Regions from separate parts of the Sus scrofa genome. Here region 2 is linked to region 1. The links are chromatin contacts, called in public HiChIP or PLAC-seq maps. All regions are on one chromosome and are shown on one strand. Each heading gives the region's core, a stretch centred on a gene start, on an enhancer-like site or on the middle of the called end of the contact. The rest is flanking DNA. Distances are from core to core; before and after follow the strand shown.

Evidence for each region. HiChIP or PLAC-seq counts read pairs in DNA pulled down with a chosen protein or histone mark.
Region 2: an H3K27ac HiChIP or PLAC-seq map of alveolar macrophages shows a contact between it and region 1. The contact joins the promoter of RNF26 here to the promoter of SLC37A4 in region 1. A contact is called at or near these places in 1 of 5 promoter capture datasets (fetal liver) and 1 of 2 datasets of contacts at active chromatin or transcription factors (alveolar macrophages).

What each region holds. Positions count from the first base shown.
Region 1 is chr9:46,250,640-46,256,579 of Sscrofa11.1, forward strand. It overlaps SLC37A4 (solute carrier family 37 member 4), which reads right to left and starts at 2,116. Exons shown (of 8, transcript NM_001199719.1): 1 at 1,800-2,116; 2 at 817-1,049; 3 at 250-493. The coding sequence starts at 1,947.
Region 2 is chr9:46,540,915-46,546,654 of Sscrofa11.1, forward strand. RNF26 (RING finger protein 26) reads left to right here and starts at 2,818. Exons shown (of 1, transcript XM_005667432.3): 1 at 2,818-5,656. The coding sequence starts at 3,411. The coding sequence ends at 4,712.

The DNA of each region.
Region 1 (5,940 bases), core at 866-3,365:
TCTGGCTCTGTTGTAGGGAAGGACTAGGATGCAACATGAGTCATAGCATTTTGGGCTCTGCCACTTGTCTGCTACTTAACTGCCTCTCAGGATGGTGTTTGATTCCTCCCCACCCACTCTCCATCATCATCCTTCTCCCAACATCTGCTGGCTAACACAGAGCCAGGCATACAGCCAGTCCTCAATGAAAGTCTGCCAGGTGAATGATGAATGAAGGTTCCCCAGTAGTTGGCTTGAGTGGGTGCTCACCCTTCTTGCCCTTGGAGGGGATAGGGTCCAGGTTGCGGAGTCCAACATCAGCAGGTTCATTGTGGATGAGCAGGAGACAGAGGAAGGAGACAACCACACACAAGGCCCCAGACAGGGCCAGCGTGCTACGCCAGCTATAGCTCTGGGCGAGGATGGTTGCCAGGATGGGGCCCAGCCCTCCAGCCAGGTTCATGCTAGTTGATAGGATGGCCCACCAAGTGCCAAACTGAGATGGCTCAAACCACTGTGGGGACAGAGTAGAGGGGGCAGAGTAGGGACCCAGCCTACAGTCCATATTGAAGGTAGGGGGTCAGGTGGGGCAAACCCAAAAGCTCACATTACAGAGATGAGGGAGAGGGTGCTTCTATTTGGCAGGGCCCATTCCCTCATCTGCCACCTGATCCCACCACATTCAGGCTCCTAAAATATCTTGACAAGCAAAACAGGAACAGGACTGGAACTCCTGAGGAACCTGCTCTGGGTTGGGGGTGGAGGTGCCGTGTGCTCACGAGCTCTTTAGGTATCTTCCCACCTAGCTAAGCCAGCTCCTTGGAAGCAGACACTCACCTTCCGCAAGATCTTGCCACACGGGGGCCAGCCCAGCCCCTGGGCCAGGCCATTGAGGAACCAGAGAGCAGCGAAGACAGGTACTGTGGAGCTCCAGGAAAAGATGACATTGACCAGGCCAACAAGAAGCAGCCCAGAGGAGAAGAGCCAGCGAGCACTCATCTGGTCAGACAGCACCCCACTCACAAACTTGCTGATGGCATAGGCTGCTGACTGGCTACTGGTGATGAGCCCTGCAGGGAAGGGGAGCAGGGAGCAGGACACCTGGGGGGTTAGGGGCTGGGGCAGAGGCACAGGAGGGTGGAGGAAGGCATGGGGTCAGGTGGGTAGAGGTGCCTCCCAGGATAAGACAGGTTCATTCCAAGAGGAATAGGAGGAGCCTGTGTTGGAATCCTGACATTCATTCATGGGGCTGGGCTACTGCCTCTCTGTGAGCACTAGCCCCAGGCTGACCCATGACTTTTCAGCCTCTTGGAGAGTTCCAGCAGCAGCTGTCAAGGGGCAGGAAGGGAGCAGGACAGGGCCGCCCTCGTCCCTGGGCTTCTCATATGCCCGATATCCCCCTCACCCTGGATGCCAACCTCTGGCAGTTCAGTTGCCCCACCTCTGAAGAGGGGGCAAAAGGCTTAGAATTGGAGTCAGGGACCTTATTCCTCCTGAAGGGTATTCTACACAGATGCAGAAACCATGCTTAGAACCCCCCTGACACAGTGCCTCTGGGACACGCGTAGATCACGGGCACAGACACACACATCAGATAAGCAGCCCTCAGACATGCACAGACCATATGCACAGTCCCTCACCCATGCCCATGGACGTGGACCTCAGAGCCTCCTCTGGCATATGCACCGTCCCTGGCCTCTACCATGCAGACACTCCGCACCCTGCACACCCACTACATGCCCACCACACTGCACCAACACCCCACTTGTCCTGCTGGTCCTGTGTCCCTGGGCCCACCACCCTACCCTGCCAGGGCTCACCCAAGTCATCCTTGTCCAGACGGATCTCTTCCACCAGCGACGGCATGACAAAGGAGAAGGTCTTGCGGTTGAAGTAGTACAGGCTGTAGCCTCCAAACATGGCTGAGAAGATCACAGCACGATAATAGCCGTAGCCTCGGGCCGCCATGGTGGGAGAGAGCAGGCCCTACCGGCTGGGACACGAGCTTCTGACCACAGCTCCTGCTTTCGGCTCTCGGTGCCCAGACCTGCTGAGTTAGGCTTTTTCTGCTCCCTCCTCCAATCAGCCTCCCAGGCTCCCTTTATAGCCAACTTCTGGACAATCATTAAGCCTGGGGCGGCTCCTAAGGAACCCAGTGTCCTGAGGGAGACAAGAAAACAGGAGATTACTGACTGCCAAGCTATGGGGAGGTCTGAGATGGAGGCAGTGCCCTTGAGTCAGGCCAGGATTGTGTCCCCAGGATTTCTGCCTTTCCCTGCTCTTCCTTGTCTGCCTGCGAAACCAGCTGTGATTAAAGCCTTAACCTAATTACTTTTGTCTGCTTGAGCCCAGGGGAGGCAGGGGTGGGTGAGGAGAGCTGCCCTCTCTAGCCCTGCTCCCTCAGTCACCTACCTTCTCATTCATTCAAAGAAGGTTTATTGAGGACTTACTGGCTGCCAGGCACTACACTAGGTGCTGGGTTAGTTTTCACACACAGGTACCTGCAACAGACACATACCTGCAACAACTCCACTTTCAAGACTTCTAGAGCTGACCTCAAGCCCTGTAACTCCCAAAGTTTAGCACCCCTCAGGGTGTAACTGTTTATTCATAGATTCACAACGGTAATCAAAGGAGAGGGTACTTCCCCTCAGGCCGCACAGTGTCACAATGAAACACCCACTAGAGGCTGGGTTTCTGGTTGGGTGACTCAGGTGCCTCTGGTCCCCTTTACCCTTGACGTCAGTATGGGCTCCAATCTGGCAGGCTGGGGCTTCAGGGACCGTGACCCGACCGCCCGTGGGCGGGGAGGCGCAGCAGCGACTTCAGGCGCAGTGCCCAAGCTCCCGGCTTCCCAGTGCCCCGGCAACACGCCCCCGGCTTTTCTGCTCGGTTGGGAAAGCAACTGGAGCAGAAGGCGTAGGCTCAAGCGGAGGAGGCGACTGCACGTAGGCACCGGAGGCCCTTCGCTTCAGGCGCCGAGTGGCTCCGCCTGGCGGGTGGGGCCGGGCGGGGTGAAGAGAAAGGAGAGAGCGAGGCGGTTGGCTCTCGGCACCTGCCCAGCCCGGTGTCCTCAAGCTACCCAGGACACCCGACTCTGGCTAGGAACCGACCCGGGCCCAGGCGCAGAGGCTGGAGAGGTGCGGAGACCCAGGACTGGTGAGACACAAAGGAGCGGGCGCATGCTGGTCCGGGGCAGCGCCTCGGCGGCCCCCGGACCCAGCGACTGCCCCCACCACCCCTGAACCCTGCAGGAGCAGCCCGGGGTTGGATCTTAAGTTAGGCCAAAAACAAAGGAGCCACAACACCTGAAACTCCCGCTCCAGCCCTGCCCTCAGGCGACGCCCCTCCCGGGCACACCGCCCCCTACCTGAACGGAGGTGGGAGCCAGAGCAGGATGGGGCGGGGCCGGAGGGGGGCCTGGCGGGCGCATGCGCATGCGCCCTGGGTGGGGCGGAGCCTCCGCCTGCGTCTTCCCGCCCCCAGAGCCGAATCCAACCCTAAGCCTTTGGATCACGCTGATTCACAGCGCCTCTTAGAGGCTGGATTCATTCAACCCTTTCTTGTCTGATGTTCTTCAGCAAACCATTTTTTTGGTGAGTCCTTACTGCAACTGATTACAGTTCCTTGAGTTGCTCACAGTCTAAAAACGTAAGAGAGGAGTTCCCATCAGGGCGCAGTGGTTAACGAATCCGACTAGGAACCATGAGGTCGCGGGTTCGGTCCCTACCCTTGCTCAGTGGGTTAACGATCTGGCGTTGCCGTGAGCTGTGGTGTAGGTCGCAGACGTGGCTCGGATCCCGTGTTGCTGTGGCTCTGGCGTAGGCTGGTGGCTACAGCTCCGATTTGACCCCTAGCCTGGGAGAGTGGCCCAAAGAAATAGCAAAAAGACAAAAAAAAAAAAAAAAAAAAAAAAAGTAAGAGAACACAGTATTTTCTCTAAGAACTTAATGCCGTCCTCAATAAGCACAATATGAACATTTAACTTCTGGTTAGACTGTTGAAACGAGCAGGGCCCTGTAGGGTTCCTGGGCACAAGCCTGTCTCCCTTTATGCCCATTTCTTGTTTTTAGGAAGTAAATGTCAGCCTCCTTAACCTTCCCTGAGTTCCTAAAGACAGATTCAAACAGTTGCTAATCCGGGAAGGGAGGGATTGCAGAGACAGGGGAGGAACAGTCTAGAGACAATAGTGCAGCCTTGGGGCAAGGTCCTGGTTCCTCCTCAAGGAATATACATAACAGTATCTTTGAGTTCTTCGGCAGAACTAAACCCCCAACAAATGAAAGCCAGAGAGGAGGACCACCAGAACCAGTCCTGGGGCCACTAAACACCAACTTCGAAGAAGAATGAAAGCTTGCATCTGTCTACCTGATCCTTTTCTGTGGCCCTATTTTCTATTCCTAAACTATAAAACCATTTCCTATTTTCTCCCAAAGGAGGGCATAGTCTTTAGGGCATTAGCCTGCTGTGGCTTCCTTTGCCTGGCAAAGCAATAAAGCTATTTTTTTCTCCTTCACCCAGAACTCTCTCAGTGTTTCTAGTGTTTCTATTTGGCACCAGTGGACTGAGGCCAAGTTTCAGCCACACTGTTGGGCACAGAGTTAATACAAAATAGCCAGAGTGGGAGTTCCTTTCGTGGCTCAGAGATTAACGAAACCAAATGCATCCATGAGGACGTGAGTTCTATCCCTGGCTTCACTTAGTGGTTAAGGATCTGGCATTGCTGTGAGCTGTGGTCATACGTCTCAGACAGCTTGGATCCTGCATTGCTGTGGCTCTGGTGTAGCCCAGGCGGCTACAGCTATGATTAGACCCCCTAGCTTGGGACCCTCCATATGCCGCTAGTGCGGCCCTAAAAGAAAAAATAGCCAAGAGTGGAGTTCCCGCTGTAGCACAGTGGGTTAAGAACCTGACTACAGCTGATTGCAGCTGTAGCTTAGATTTGATCCCTCACTCAGGAACTTCCATAGGCCTCAGGTGCAGCCAAAGTATTTATTTTTAAAAGCGTGTTTATTAATATATAATCCATATTTAAATGTTTCCAATTTTTCTGAAGATGTCTTTTAGAGATTTATTTATTTATTTATTTATTTATCCTTTTAGGGCCGAACCCATGGTGTATGGAAGTTCCCAGACAAGGGGTTGAATTAAAGCTACAGCTGTCAGCCCTACAGCCACAGCCACAGCAACGTCAGATCCCAGCCGCGCCTGCGATCTACACCACAGCCTCACGGCAACACCGGATCCTTAACCCATTGAGCAAGGCCAGGGATCAAACCTGCAACATCATGGTTCCTAGTCGGATTTGTCTCTGATGCGCCACAAAGGGAACTCCTATTTATTTATTTTTTAATGGCCGCATACGGAAGTTCCTGGTCATGGAGCAAATCCGAACCACAGCGGCAGCAACGAATCTTTTAACCCATTGCACCAGACTGGGCATCAAACCTGCACCTCCACAGTCAGATTCTTATTTTTTTAATTTTTTGTCTTTTGTCTTTTTTGTTGTTGTTCTTGTTGTTATTGTTGCTATTTCTTGGGCCGCTCCCGCGGCATATGGAGGTTCCCAGGCTAGGGGTCTAATCAGAGCTGTAGCCACCGCCTACACCAGAGCCACAGCAATGAGGGATCCGAGCCGTGTCTGCAACCTACACCACAGCTCACGCAACGCCGGATCGTTAACCCACTGAGCAAGGGCAGGGATCGAACCCGCAACCTCATGGTTCCTAGTCGGATTCGTTAACCACTGCGCCACGACGGGAACTCCACACAGTCAGATTCTTAACCCACTGAACCATGGCAGGAACTCCTGGAGCTTTTTTAAAATCCAGAACTGGAGTTCCCTTCGTGGCTCAGTGGTTAACAAACCCAACCAGGATCCATAAGGATGCAGGTTTGATCCCTGGCCTTGCTCAGTGGGTTAAGGATCTGGTGTTGCCGTGAACTGTGTTGTGGGTGGCA
Region 2 (5,740 bases), core at 1,568-4,067, 290 kb after region 1:
TCCCTGCCCTTGCTCAGTGGGTTAACGATCCGGTGTTGCCATGAGCTGTGGTGTAGGTTGCAAACGCGGCTCGGATCCCGCGTTGTTGTGGCTCTGGCGTAGGTCGGCGGCTACAGCTCCAATTCGACCTCTAGCCTGGGAACCTCCATATGCCGCGGGAGCGGCCCAAGAAATGGCAAAAAGACCAAAAAATAAATAAATAAAAAATAAATAAATAAGAAAAAAAAAGAAAGAAAAGAAAACTGTTCTGTAAAATCAAATACAATGGAAAGCTGGGGCCCGATGGCTAGAGAAAGGAGGGGAAACCTCAAGAGGAAGAGAAAGGGAAAACATTTCTCAGAGAAAACTTTAAGTTGGGGCTTGACAGCTGTGAGAGAGAGGCTGGCGGGTGGAGGGCAGGAAACCAGTGGAGTAGAAATTGCACTCATTGCCCTGAGCCATGGTATAAACCCTGCAGGGAGCCCCTGGCTCAGTGAAGGGGAAACTGACAACACTAACAGCCTGAACATAGCCAGAACCCAGATTGGGACTTGAATCCATGTGCCGGGACTCAAACCCAGCCTAAAGCCAGATTGGGACTTAAACCATGATTTTAAATTAGAATCACTCACCCGGTGTCTGGACTCACTGAGGTTCAGGTTCTTCATGCCTCCTTGCTGAAGGAATTCAGCGAGAGACAAAGTGATAGGCAAGAAATAGATTTATTGAGATAGGATGTTTGAGGGAGTTCCTGTCATGGCTCAGTGGTTAACAAACCTGACTAGTATCCAGGAGGACTTGGGTTCCATCCCTGGCCTCGCTCAGTGGGTTATGGATCTGGGGTTGCCGTGAGCTGTGGGGTAGGTTGCAGACATGGCTTGGATCCTGCAATGCTGTGGCTGTGGGGTAAGCTGGTAGCTCTGATTAGACCTTTAGTGTGGGAACTTCCGTATGCTGCGAATGCAGCCCTAAAAAGACAAAGACAAAGAAAAAAAAAAAAAAAAGGACGCTCGTGGAAGTTGCAAGTGTGCAGGCAAGGCAAGGAGGCTCTGCCCCTGGATCTGGTGGGCTAGTTTTACCGTCTAGGGAGAGTGGAGGGTAGGAAAAGGACCGCCTCATCCTCTTTCTTTGAGCAGTAGCTCCTCCTTAGTATCAGTGAGGTGTATATTCAAATCAGCCAAAGGGCGGTCCTCAGACTCCTGCCCTTGGTCTGAATCTGAACGCGGGCCTCATCCCATCCCCACCCAATGACCTGAGGCAATTCCCTCACCTCCACTAGTCGAGCAAGCCTGCTTGGTTCTGATGGTTTCTTGAGCAATTATTAACTTACAGTGGTCTCCCAGCGTCCCCTAGGTTTCCCTCTTTACCTATGGTCCCTTACTGGGACTTCTACAACTACCTGTGCCTACTCCATCCCTATCAAATGTATGCTGCATATCTCAGCAGCGTATCAGTGGTGCTTTGGGAAATGAAGGATTCAGGCAGCGTTCTGGGTGGCGTGAAGGGTACAGACACTTTCAGGGGTCCCGACCAGAGTGGAAAGGAAGAGTTCCGTGTGCCAACTAAAAACTGTCCCTAGCCACTGTAATTGCTGACCTTCAACACACCCTGAAATGAGCTCAGGACAGAGGTCAGGAGTGAGGCTGTCTGTGCTCTGGGAAAAACCGGCAGAAGAGGCCTTCAGGTAGTTAGATATTTTCAGATGATTTCATGAGCCCCATTTCTTGTATCTTCTTATATCTAGAAAAGCACTAAAATCATTCATGGATATTCGTGATTAGCAGCAACCTTCTTGTGACCAGAAGCAATTTCCTGCCAAAATGTGTGCTGGATTGCACGCATCCCTTTTCACCAGAATCGCATATATACTTACCAACCCCTTTACCTCTTCGGAGCAGTTCCTCAGAGCTATCTGAGAGGCTGTCTCCCTTGCTATAGCTCTCATTTTGCCCCAAATAAAACAACTCACAACTCTCGTGCTGTGCATTTTCTTTTTTGTTTTTCCCAGTTGACAAACTTAAGTAGGAAATTAAAGCAATGGAGGCCAGGGGAGGGATAAAGATCCCCCAGGAATCCTTAGGCTTCTCGATATAGTTGGAACAGGATCTTATATATTTCGAATATTATTTGAATATTAAAGGAAAGGAGAAATTTTCGAGGAGCCTACTAAGAACATTCAAGCATAGATGTCTAACTAAAGTGCTCAAGTAAACAAATAGGGCCTGGGCTGGGAAGCGTGAGTTATTTCCGGTCTCTGACTGCCTTTTCTCACTGACAATAAAGTAATCTCCTGAGGATGCTGAAAAAAACCCGTGACAGGACTTGAGGAAACAGTTTGGAATAGCAGCTTGGGAATTCCCTGTCACAATCTGTTTCCTCTTAGAAACTGCTTGTGAGCAAGCACGTCTAAAATATTTTTCGTATCCCTAGGGCAACTGTAGGAGCTCAGTAAATGACAGAATAAATGAATGAATGGAGGAGGACGAGGGACCGAATCTGAGGTTGCAGAGGCTGTGCAATCCCAGAGCCCAGCTCAGAGGCACAGACTAGCAACCCACGCCTAAAGGTATCAAACCCACAGGCCTAGAGACAGATGAGCGCGCACATCACCCAGGTCCAAGGCCCTGCTTCTTTAGGGGGCGGAGCTAGGGGGCAGAGTCCTCCTCTGACCAATCACCGCCACAAGGGGGCGGGGAATTCAATGTTTCCGCCCCTCCTTGGTAAATTACTAAATATGTGTGGGCGCCGTTCAAACGGACCAATGAGTGCTCGACGTTTCCTGCGGTTGGACCTCGCCGATTGGCCAGAGTTCATTGTCCCTCCCTCCTTGTCACGCCTCTTGCCCCACCCTTTCGCACACAAGATGGCGGCACCCAGAGGAGTAGAGGCCGCGCCTAGGGTTTGCTGAGGCTCCCTTCCCCACTGCCCCTTCGAGCGCAAAGCGCCGCGAGCCCAGAGGACGGGGGCCGGGCGGGGACAGGGGCACCTGCGTAGCTGGACCGCGAGTCCGCGCCCAGCCTGCGCCGCCCCCACCCGGCCCCGGCCTGACCCCATCCCTTCGGTTCCCGATCTCCTCTCGGTCTGACCCATTGCCCGGCCGTGGTACGCCACCACCAGGCCTCCAAAGCTGAGGTTTCTCCTCCAGCCCGGGATCACCTTCACTTTAGAGATGTTTGGCCTCTTCCCTCCCAAACAGCCTTCCTTCAAAACCGGGACTCCTGGACCGGTACCTGGCCCCCTTTCCCTCCCCTGAGACTCCACTTCCTTCTAACTGGCTTCTTCCTCAGATTCTCCCTGGATTGGAGACTTCTCACCTCCCTTACAAATTAATCCCTGACCCCCTTTCCCCCGCCCCTTAAACATTGACCACCGTGACACCCTTCTAACCGGGAGCCAGATTTCATTTTGTACTAATCCCCATAGCCCCTATCATGGAGGCTGTGTATCTAGTAGTGAATGGGGTGGGCCTGTTGCTGGATGTGCTGACCTTGGTGTTGGACCTCAACTTCCTGCTGGTGTCCTCCCTCCTGGCTTCCCTGGCCTGGCTCCTGGCCTTCATCTACAACCTGCCACACACGGTACTGACTAGTCTTCTACACTTGGGCCGCGGAGTCTTGCTTTCACTGCTGGCCTTGATCGAAACCGTGGTCCGCTTCACCTTTGGGGGCTTGCAGGCCTTGTGTACAGTACTCTACAGTTGCTATTCTGGCCTGGAGAGCTTAAAGCTCCTGGGGCATCTGGCCTCTCATGGGGCACTTAGGAGCCGCGAGATCCTGCACCGGGGCGTCCTCAATATGGTCTCCAGTGGCCATGCTTTGCTGCGCCAGGCCTGTGACATATGTGCCATTACCATGAGCCTGGTGGCCTACGTGATCAACAGCCTGGTCAACATCTGCCTCATTGGCACTCAGAACCTCTTCTCCCTGGTGCTGGCCCTGTGGGATGCAGTGATGGGGCCTCTGTGGAGGATGACAGATGTGGTGGCTGCCTTCCTAGCCCACATTTCCAGCAGTGCTGTGGCCATGTCCATCCTCCTCTGGACCCCCTGCCAACTAGTACTGGAGCTCCTGGCCTCAGCTGCCCGCTTCCTGGCCAGCTTTGTGCTTGTCAATCTCACCGGCCTGGCACTGCTGGCTTGTGTGCTGGCAGTGACGGTGACTGTGTTGCACCCGGACCTCACCTTGAGGCTGGCCAGTCGGGCCTTCAGCCAGCTTCATGCCCGGCCATCCTACCACCGGCTCAGAGAGGATGTTGTGCGGCTTTCTCGTCTAGCACTGGGCTTGGAGGCGTGGCGCCGAGTCTGGAGCCGTAGCTTGCAGCTGGCGAGCTGGCCAAACCGAGGAGGGGCACCTGGGGCCCCCCAGGGTGGCCCTAGGAGGGTGCCCTCAGACAGGACCTGGCGACAGGACACTCTCCCTGAAGCAGGGCCCAGAACAGAGGCGGAAGGGGAGGAGGTCAGGATGGCCAGAATGACAGCTGCCCGGGGCCGGGAGAGGCTCAATGTGGAGGAGCCTATAGCTGGGCAAGACCCGTGGAAGTTGCTGAAGGAGCAAGAGGAGCGGAAGAAGTGTGTTATCTGCCAGGATCAGAGCAAGACAGTGCTGCTTCTGCCGTGTCGGCACCTGTGCCTGTGCCAGGCCTGCACTGAGATCCTGATGCGCCACCCCGTCTACCACCGCAACTGCCCTCTGTGCCGCCGGGGCATCCTGCAGACCCTCAATGTCTACCTCTGAAGACTCTCCCTCCCTGCCCACCCTCCATGCTCCACGTGGCCACCTGCTCTAGGACAGCATTAACACCTGAACTCTGGGGCCTGGCTTGAATCCCCTCCTGCACTCACGGCCATCATGCCAGAACCTCTAAGCCATGGGTCCAGGATACTGAGATGGGAGACTCTGGAAGACTCTGGCTTGGGTGGGGGCAGGGGAACCACTTTTCCCCACAGGGTCCCTGTGACACGGAGGGTGTTGAGTGTGTCGCTCTGCAAGACCCTGAGACTCTTCGCCATGGACTGTCCTCCGGCTTGCCAGGGCCCACCCCGATGCCAGTGTCTGGGGCTCCCCTGCGCTTCTGGTTTTTCTGTTGGGGATTTGTAGGTTCTCTCCCTGCTCCCTCTCTCCTTCCTCCCCAGCTTCTGCAGCCATGCACATCAGTGTCGTTTGGATGTTTTGGCAACTCAAGGGCCTTGGAATGATCTTGAACTTTGCTTTCAGCTGGGGTTCTGAGTCCCTGCAGGCTTTGAGGGTTGTATCTCTCCGGTGCCCTTACAGCTGCCACTTCTACCTGGCATGCTCTTCTGAGGCCCCCTCCCAGTCTGACCCAAGAGCTGGGATCAGGAGCTAAGCCCCAGGGGTGTGTGTGTGTGCGGGGGTGTGTGTGTGTGCGCGTGCGTGTGCACTTTTGCACTTGGCCTTGGGACCATGTACCCTCTGGCGCCCCAGCACTACTGGGAGCCTCAGGAGGGACTGCCGGATTTCTACTCTTATCCCTTTCACTCCCCACATCACAGAGAAAAACGCATTCCCCTTCTGTTTGTCTCTCCTGGCCCTGCAGAGGGCAGACTGTGCTCATGTCACTAGGGTCCAAATATAGAGGGTGCCGGGGCAGAGGGGCACGCAGCTCCCTGAGGGGTCTGCCTGGCCCAGGTTCCAGTGAATAAAGTTCTGTTACAGCTCCAGTGGCCTCTGTGTGCGTCCTTGCAAGGGTCACCTGTCGTCAGTGTCCTTCGTTCCCGCTGGAGTCACAGGTGTGGTTGGTGGTG